2 separate regions of the Callithrix jacchus genome follow, and region 1 is linked to region 2. A link is a contact called in public Hi-C data. All regions are on one chromosome and are shown on one strand. The core of a region is the stretch at or near the end of the contact, and the rest is flanking DNA. Distances in the headings are between cores, read along the strand shown.

Region 1 (4,404 bases), core at 1,394-3,893, 70 kb after region 2:
GTAACCCACCTGCCCACTACCCAGGTGAGTCCAGCCCTTGGGCCAGGGCTAGAGAGGGCACAGGAAAGGCTTCCAGATGCTTGGCAGAGGAAGCATGGAATAAACGGTGACCCCTGGAGATGACCCTTAGAAGCACTCATTCCTGGGGCCCCAATTTTCAATGCTCTGTGTTTCCTTTATGGGTCTGTCATTTTCTATCTCTGTGCCCTGCTTCTGCCTCCAAACTAGGTGGTCCCTGAGGGCTACCATCCCTGGCAGACTTAATGCTCCCTGAGGGCAGGAATAAGGTCACTTCTGTCTAGGTCTCCCCTTAGCACCTGTTCAGAGCATGGTGGGGGGACTTGCAGAACCCACCAGCATGCTGGGGCCCCACCCAGCGTGGCCCTGTTAGCCCAGCACCCCCTGGTTTCCTCCAACTCCTCACATCTTAGGCTTGTCCTACCGCTGGCTCCTCAATGAGTTCCCCAACTTCATCCCGACGGACGGGCGCCACTTCGTGTCCCAGACCACAGGGAACCTGTACATTGCCCGAACCAATGCCTCAGACCTGGGCAACTACTCCTGTTTGGCCACCAGCCACATGGATTTCTCCACCAAAAGCGTCTTCAGCAAGTTTGCTCAGCTCAACCTGGCTGCTGAAGGTCAGGCCTGGCCAGGCGTGGCTGGAGGGAGGGAGCGGGAAGGGTCAGCGGGCATTGAGAAAAGGGTTTTTTCCTTGGAAATTGGAAGATCAGTGCACAGAGCACTGATTCCAGGGCCTGGACTCCCAGATCCTCCTGCTTCAAATCCTCAGGCCCCTGCCCCAGGCCCCAAGGGGAAAGGAAGTCTTCTGAGACTCCACATAGCTGTCCAGACAGAGTTGGCTCTGAAAGGTACTGAAATCTCAAGGACAGGAGCACCTGAGCTGGAGTCAGCCTCATCTAACCTATAAAACCCCTCTCTCCCCAGACACCCGGCTCTTTGCACCCAGCATCAAGGCCAGGTTCCCAGCAGAGACCTACGCGCTGGTGGGGCAGCAGGTCACCTTGGAGTGCTTCGCCTTTGGGAAGTGAGTGGGAAGAGGGAGGGGGGCCAGGGCACAGCCTCTTGGGGGCACAAGTGACCCTAGGGTGAGGGCAGGCAGAGTCAGGGCTCACTCATTTTGGTGTCCCTCATAGGGTCTAGCAAAGTACTGGGTGCACAGTGGGTATTGACCAGCACTCACTGGACACTAACTCTCTGGGTGAGACATGGCATGTGCCAGGGGCCTTCCATGTCCTGGTTTACTTGGTCCTTCAGCAGTGCATGGCAGGCTCAAACAGCTTGAGTAACACCTAGGGCTGGAGGCAGGCAGCACAGTGTACTGCCTCCAACCCAGTCTGCCTCGTTCAAATCCCAGTTCTGCCACGCGCCGGCTGGGAGATGTTGGGTAAACTGCCTAACCTCTCTGTGCCTCAGTCTCTTTATGGCGGCGATAATAGTACCTACCTCATAGGTTGTTATGAGGATTAAATGAGTTCATGTATGTGAGGTGCTTAAAACAGTGCCGGAATTTAGTTAAGTTTCCATGAACGTTAAGAGTGATCTATTTGAGAATCACAACACAAAGCGTTCTCTTTCTTGCACTCCCAGAAAAAGGATTCGCTGGAACAGGGCTAAGCAAACAGTAGGTGCTCAATAAATGTTTGTAGAATGAAAGAATGTGATTTGTACTTTGGCCCCCTCCTCCCTCAACTGTCTCGCGTGGTTACCTGGGATAACCTTTGCCTTGTGGGAAGTTTTGGGCTGCCAGAAAATCCGCATGGGAGGGGAATATATTAAACCATTAAAACTGACACCTCAGTCCATTTTATTGCACAGATTACTAATAACTAAAGTCCCTTTGAAAAGTAGGGGCAAGGCCTGCCCTGTCGAGGCAATGGAAAAGGGAAACCATAAAGACCCAGGTCACAGGCCACCATGGCGGAGGGCAAACCAGAGGCATGGAGACCAGTGCAGGGGAGGGCAGGCAGCTTCAGAGTGCAGACTGTTGGAAGGCCAGCTTCACTGGCTCCAGGGCCCCTTCCCTGCATGTGCGCCAAGCCTACTTGGGAGAAGAGCATGAGGATCAGCCGGAAGGCACCCTCCCTCCCTTGGTTCCTCCCAGCCCCAGCATCTCAGGAGGGTCTGAGAGTCTGGGTATGAGGAGCTGCAGGCACTGGAGGGGTAGACCCAGCTCAGCCCACATCCTCTGGATTTGTCTCTCCTCCCAGCCCTGTCCCCCGGATCAAGTGGCGCAAAGTGGACGGCTCCCTGTCCCCGCAGTGGGCCACGGCTGAGCCCACCCTGCAGATCCCCAGCGTCAGCTTTGAGGATGAGGGCACCTACGAGTGTGAGGCGGAGAACTCCAAGGGCCGAGACACTGTGCAGGGCCGCATCATCGTGCAGGGTACAGAGCTGGGGACACCTTCTCCACCCCTCCCGAACCCCCTTCCCGCTCTCACCCTGGTCCCCAAGGAAACAGACCCAAAAGTCAGGAAGGAGACTGGGAGGCCTCCTGCATGAGCCCGCTTGCCCTAGGACTGCATTGAGCCTGGGACTAGAAGAGGCTGGTGCTGTGGTCAGCTCAGAGCTGCAGTGTCAGGGGTGCAGAAAGCACACAGGAGGCTCCAGGATGATTTAAGTTTGTAAAGCAGCCACTGGCACAACCACAGAGTGCCAGCTTTCTTGGGCTTCCTTCTTCCTGCCCTGTCCTCTTTGTCCTCTCTCTCCCGGAGTGCTGATGGCGCCCTCTGCTGTCTTGCACAGGTACTGCTGCTCTGGTTTTCTGTTTCCTTTAATGAGCTGGAAGCTCCTCCTAGCTCATGCCAGGTTTTCTTTCCCCGGCTCCCACAGCTCAGCCTGAGTGGCTCAAAGTGATCTCGGACACAGAGGCTGACATTGGCTCCAATCTGCGTTGGGGCTGCGCAGCTGCAGGCAAGCCCCGGCCTGCAGTGCGCTGGCTGCGGAACGGGGAGCCTCTGGCCTCCCAGGTAGGAGACATGGGGCTTCCTCCCACACATCACAATTCTGCTCAACTGCTTCCCTCACCCCCCAGAACTCCCCCTGCACCACTGGTAGCCTCTCTGGGCTAATTAGGGTGTCATATGGTGATCCTAGGTGCTTCTTCCCATCCCACTCCCATGACCACAGGCTGGGCCTGGATTCAGGCACAATTCAGCCACAAAATAAGTGATGAGGTCCTGAGTCGGACACCTCACCCGTCCAGCTTTGGGGAGGCCTGGGTAATCTGCATCCTGAGGTTCCAGGTGGTCCTGGGGTAGGACTGGACATACAAGCCACATCCTCTAGGGATTATCAGCCTAGAGTGTCCTCTGCCCCCATCCCTACCAACCCCTCCTCCCTTGGGCTCCAGTGTTCCTGATCCCCTGGGCTCTGGGCTCTTCTGCACAGAACCGGGTGGAGGTGCTGGCCGGGGACCTGCGGTTCTCCAAGCTGAGCCTGGAGGACTCAGGCATGTACCAGTGTGTGGCAGAGAATAAGCATGGTACCATCTATGCCAGCGCGGAGCTGGCTGTGCAAGGTAAGGGGCCCGGAGAGGTCCCAAGGACATGCATAGGGTGGCTTTCGGAGCTCTGAGTTTAGGTGTCTCCAAACACACACACACATACCCTGTAACAATTTTCCTTGGTTGTCCAACAGCTTCTAAGTAGGAGAACTCAGAGATTTAAGAAAGGAGATGAGCCAGGAGCAGTGGCTCACACCTGTATTTTGGGAGGTGGACATGGGCGGATCTTGAGGTCAAGAGATCGAGACCATTCTGGCCAATATGGTGAAACCCCATCTCTACTAAAAATACAGAAAAAATTAGCTGGGTGTGGTGGCGCACGCCTGTAGTCCCAACTACTCGGGAGGTTGAGGTGAGAGAATCGCTTGAACCTGGGAGGCAGAGGTGGCACTGAGCTGAGATCGCACCACTGCACTCCAGTCTGGTGACTGAGTAAGACTCCATCTCAAAAAAAAAAAAAAAAAAAAAAAAGAAGAGGAGACACAGGGCTAACAGCTGCCAGAGGGCAGGGTCTCTGTCTTGTTCCATGTCTGGCACACAGTAAATGTTCGCTACAGTGAAAAAAATGCCAACCAAATCAGGTCTGTTTAACGCAACCCCTTCAGCCATGTGAGCTTTAGCAAGTTACTGTGTTTCTGTGTTCCAGTTTCTTGATTATAAAATATGGGCAATAATAGCCCTGCCCTCCTGGGCTGCTGCATGGACCAAATGAAATGAGACAGGTACAGCATAAAGGGCCTGCCCATCATACAACAGGTGCCTGGGAAATGTCAGCCAGTGCTAATGTTTAGTTGTGTGACTTGAGCTCACTGAGCCTTTGTTTCCTCATCCATTATACAGACACAATGCTACCTACCACATCAAGTTTTAGTGAAGCG
Region 2 (4,462 bases), core at 156-2,655:
AGGGCTCTCAGTCCAAAAAAAAGAAAACAAAATAAAGAAAAAAGAAAGGGCTCTCAGTCCAAACTTGGGTTTCTAATTTCATAAAGTCCAACTTGAGGTGAAGAATTGGAGTGATGGAATACCAGGACAGGGGCTCCATCCTTCAAAGCTCCTGCCTTCCAAGGTTGCGATGATGTGGGGGCGGGGGCGGCTGAACACACATCCTCTCTCCTGTCCATCCCACTATTCAACATCTTCCCCCAAAGATAGGACCATCCTTTTGACTGGAGTTGGTGTTGGTATCCTCCCACACCACCTACTCCTTTTTCCTTTGATTCCTGGCATCATGGGGCGTCACCAAGCCTGCTCAAAGATCATGCCAACCTAACCAGAGCAGGACATTCTATTGAGGACAGAACTGGGAACACAGTACTCTGAGTGGACTGTCCCTGCTGCCACCTCTTAGCTGTCCAGTCCTTGAATCGAGGTAGAAGCAGTGTGTTAGAAAGGTCTCCGAGGCCCAGGTAGGAACATGCCTGCCTCAGGTGGAGATGACCATGAACCCTGAATGCCAGTTGGCATCCACAGGCCAGCAGCCAGCACCTGGCCACACCGTCTGCATAAGGTTTGGGCTGGAACCTTCTCGGCCTGCTTGTCCTGTGGTTTCACTTTTGCTCTGTTTTCTCTTCCCTTTTCCATCCTTTCTCCCTCTGTCTGGCCATCTTGGGTGCTGTGTTCTGAAGCTACTCCAACCGCAGGTACCGTACCAGCAGCGGAGGTAATGGGCATGGCATGGGGCAACGCAGGCAGAGCCCAGCCCAGCCAGGGTGGACAATGAGGGAGAGGCTTGGGCTGAATGCATGCTCCAGACTCACCCTTTCAGTGGTTGGAAAGCCAGACTGACAAAGGGGATGTGTGTGGAGGACAGGACCAGAGGAGAGCAAGCCTGCTGTCCCTGCTTCCAGAATGATTTGCCCCCTGCTGAGGAGGACGGCTCAGCAGGGACCCCACACACACTGGCCCTGACCTGCTCTCTGGTGCTGCAGTTTGATTCTGACACTGAGTAGATTACTTCCCATGAACCACCTGAGCCCTCGCCTGGGCTTGACATCTCAGTGTCACGTGTCTCAGTGTCCCCAGCTGTGGCCCTAGAAGGCCTGCTGCAGCAGGAGCAGGGACAGCTGACTCTTAGTGTGGCTGCCATCCCCTGAAAGGGTGAGCGCGCTGTGCATGCCGTCTTTGCATGTTGCATGGGGGCCCAGCACCGGCTCTGCCAGCCACCACGGGCTCTGCTCAGCAAGAGCAAACAAGCATGGTCCTGGATAGGGCCAGGTGCTCCAGTTCCTGGAGTCTCAGCAGGCGCCGTGGGCAGATTATCTCCTCACCCTTCAGAAACCCAGCTTCTTCAAGTCTTTAACATTAAGAACAGTCTCTGCTCTCGGGGTGTGGGAGGTAGATCTACAGAGGAGTGAGGAGCTGGGCAGCTCTGGGCTTAGGTAATGACTTGCTAACCAAGTTCCTCCTCTCTAGTCCTCGTGTCGTGGGTTTGAGGGCCATCAAAGGGCTCATCACAAGAGGGCTGTCCCCAGGCTGGGGAGACAAGGCAGGGGACCCCAGAGTTCCTTTCCAGGCCCTCCACTGAGCCTGAATTACATCAGATGGGGAATGAGAACAGGATTCACTCTGGCAGAGCAGAGGCTATGAGCAAGCACTCACCAGAGCCTCCTTCCATGACAGGCTGCGGAGGGAGGACTGCGGACCAGGCCAGGAATCTGAGGGTTGGCTAATGAAGGGGATGCCTCCTTGCTCAGTTGTTTCCTCCTCACCTTTGTTTATTCATGCCCACCCCCATCCTAGGTTGATTCTATTTCTGTTGCACATCCTGCTTCCTTCAGTTTGTGTTTTGCAGCCAGATCTGTAGATGGTGAGCTCCCATCAACCTTCCCTCTCTCTCCCAGTCCTCACTCCCACCCCACCCAATGCCTCCCCACAAGGTCTGAACACCCCTGTGAAGGTATGAGGCAGAGAGGTGATCCCAGGCCTGGGGGCCAGGGTGAGAGCCATCCTTACCACACTGGGGGCCTTCCTGACTTCCTGCTTGAAGTTTACATAAGTCTCTCCCCTGACAAAGAGAAAATGCAGGGAGGGCACCAGGCTAATCAGCTGCAAGCTCATTGGTGAGGCAGCTCCGCATTCACCGCCCTTGTTCTGGCACGCTTAGGCAGGTGGCATGGTGGCAGGCAGTCTGCCTACTTCAATGGGCATCTGTGCTGCCCCTCTGCTGACTGAGTAAGAGGTATATTTGCAATCATCCACTTCCTACTTCCCATTTAGAAAAGATCTAAACTCTTGTTACGCAGCATGAGCTCACGTTCTCAATCAAATGTTTCCTGGGCTCTGGCTTCCACGTGACATGGCAGTGGAGGCAGACTGCACTTTTTTGGAAATGAGATGTGCTGATAACATCAGCTGTTCTCAGCTTTAAATGCGTAAGAACCTTCTGCACAATGAGCAGGTGCCAAGCAACGAAACTCACATTCCATGTTTGTGACGTGGGCCTGGCATCCAGCCCACTGCTGTCTTCCCTCTGGTCCTCTCCAAACCTGGGCGCTGTGTCCCCAAACTGCTCTGTTCATCTCTCACCCAGTGAAGATAATCCCTGTCATCCACCTGTATCTGCAGTCTCTTAGGATTGCTGCCCATCTGTCTGATAATCTGTGATTTGGCCGGGGTAGTCAACACGCCATGTGGACATTTTTGGATGAAACCTTCCACCTTGGAATGTCTAGGCAGTGTTGTCCTCGTCTTTGACTCAGGGCTCTTGATAGGTGCCCTGCTCTGCAGCAGGTTCTGGTGACAGAAAGATGAATGTCACATGTCATCTCTCCTCAGTGTTCTCGTTCTCCTGTATGGTGCTCCCTAAAACCCTCCTGGAAAACCCTTGGCCACAGCAAGGGTACCTTCCAGTGTGCGTTAGGTCACAAACCTGTGAGGTTGACACTGCCATCTAGGAGGAGCCTTGTGCTTCCAGCTCTAGCCCCCTGAGGATCCCCCTTTAGCTAACAGAGGGTCTCTGCCCCCTCTCCTAGGTTACCAGGCCGATGGTCACCACTGAGCTCTGGCCAGAATTGCTTCCAAACCTGTAGCTCCTGTTGTGTCAGGAAATGACATCCTAGCCCAGTCATGTGTCTGTCCCACCTGGGGCCACTCTGTTTGTAAGCCCTACTTCTCAGTTTCATTGCTCTTTATCCTTTCCCCCACCTCAGTGCCCGGGGGATGAAATAATCTGAATCTTCTTTGACCTGAGCAGTGGAAGCTTCTCCCCATTGAACACTTGTCCTCTCATTCCTACTCGTACCAGCACCCTGGCAGCTCACTGCCTGACTCTTCTGCACCTTCCCTCGGAGGCTTTTCTTCTTTCCCCCACCCTCCCTAGCTCTCTGGGGGGCCCTGTCCGGCCTTGGGACAATAGACACAGCTAATGAGTAGGTCGAAGATTTGCCAGCAGTGACCTCAGCCAGCTGAGATTATATCCTCTATGGTAACTTCGATGGTGGGAGCCCTGGGGAGGCTGCTGGAATGTGGCACCTTTTCTCTCTCTCATCTCTTGCTCCCTCTTACTAAACCTGAGCCAGAGAGGAAGCAGCTAGGTAGCCATCATCAAAGAAAATGCTTCCTTTCTGCCACAATGGGCAGAGCGGCCATCAGGGGAGGGGGCAATGCAGTGTAGAAACATCTTCAGAGCCATCTCTCACCCTTACCTCTGCCCAGCAGGGCCAGTGAGGAAAACGCTGTCACCTAGGCTCTCTTGACATCTCTGTCCCCACCGCTACTCACTGGAACATTCTGGGAAGCCTGTGCCCCAAACTTTGGCCCCGTTGGGTTATGAGAGAAAGAGAGAGAGAGAGAGAGAGAGAGAGAGAGAGAGAGAGAAAGAGAGAGAGAGAGAAAGAGAGAGAGAGAGTGAGTGTATGTGTGTGTGTGTGCGTGTCTGAGGCCACGGGCTGCATGAGAGAAAGTATAGTTTTGGGGAAGATGAACTTGGATTCTGGGGGCCTGGGGACTGTAGCAGCCACTGTACCTGTGGGAAGGCCCATGCCCCTACACTACACAGTATGATGATTCAGGTTAAAAGGGGGTGCTTTCTTTCTTGTTTTGTTTTGTTTTGTTTATTTTTGAGGCTGAGTCTCGCTCTGTCGCCCAGGCTGGAGTGCAGTGGCACGATCTCGGCTCACTGCAACCTCTCCCTAACAAGAGTGTTTTCTAATTATGCCTTTTAGATAGTCATGAGAAGGGGTACCTTGTGAGCATTTCATTTCTCAGAAATTATTAGAAAATACATTATTGATAAAGAACTATGGCCAGGCGCAGCACTTTGGGAGGCTGAGGCCAGAGAATTGCTTGAGCCTAGGAGTTCAAGACCAGCCTGGGTAACCTGACAAAATCCCATCTCTGCAAAAACTACAAAACTTAGCCAGGCATG

The links. A called contact is a pair of places that touch in the nucleus more often than the background predicts.
Region 1: a contact with region 2 is called in a Hi-C map of induced pluripotent stem cells, with 4 times the contacts expected there. The contact joins two enhancer-like sites. A contact is called at or near these places in 3 of 3 Hi-C or Micro-C datasets (induced pluripotent stem cells and skeletal muscle).

Annotation. Positions count from the first base shown.
Region 1 is chr19:32,380,393-32,384,796 of calJac240_pri, forward strand. It overlaps CNTN2 (contactin 2), which reads left to right. Exons shown (of 23, transcript XM_078357003.1): 5 at 1-24; 6 at 432-641; 7 at 949-1,048; 8 at 2,232-2,407; 9 at 2,854-2,990; 10 at 3,412-3,541. Among named protein-coding and RNA genes, the nearest start is that of CNTN2, 19 kb to the left of the region's middle. Within about 2 kb of position 2,644, at least 4 of the 16 cell types and tissues checked have an H3K27ac peak or open chromatin away from gene starts, as enhancers often do.
Region 2 is chr19:32,311,841-32,316,302 of calJac240_pri, forward strand. NFASC (neurofascin) reads left to right here. Exons shown (of 26, transcript XM_078357001.1): 23 at 723-737. Among named protein-coding and RNA genes, the nearest start is that of CNTN2, 50 kb to the right of the region's middle. Within about 2 kb of position 1,406, at least 4 of the 16 cell types and tissues checked have an H3K27ac peak or open chromatin away from gene starts, as enhancers often do.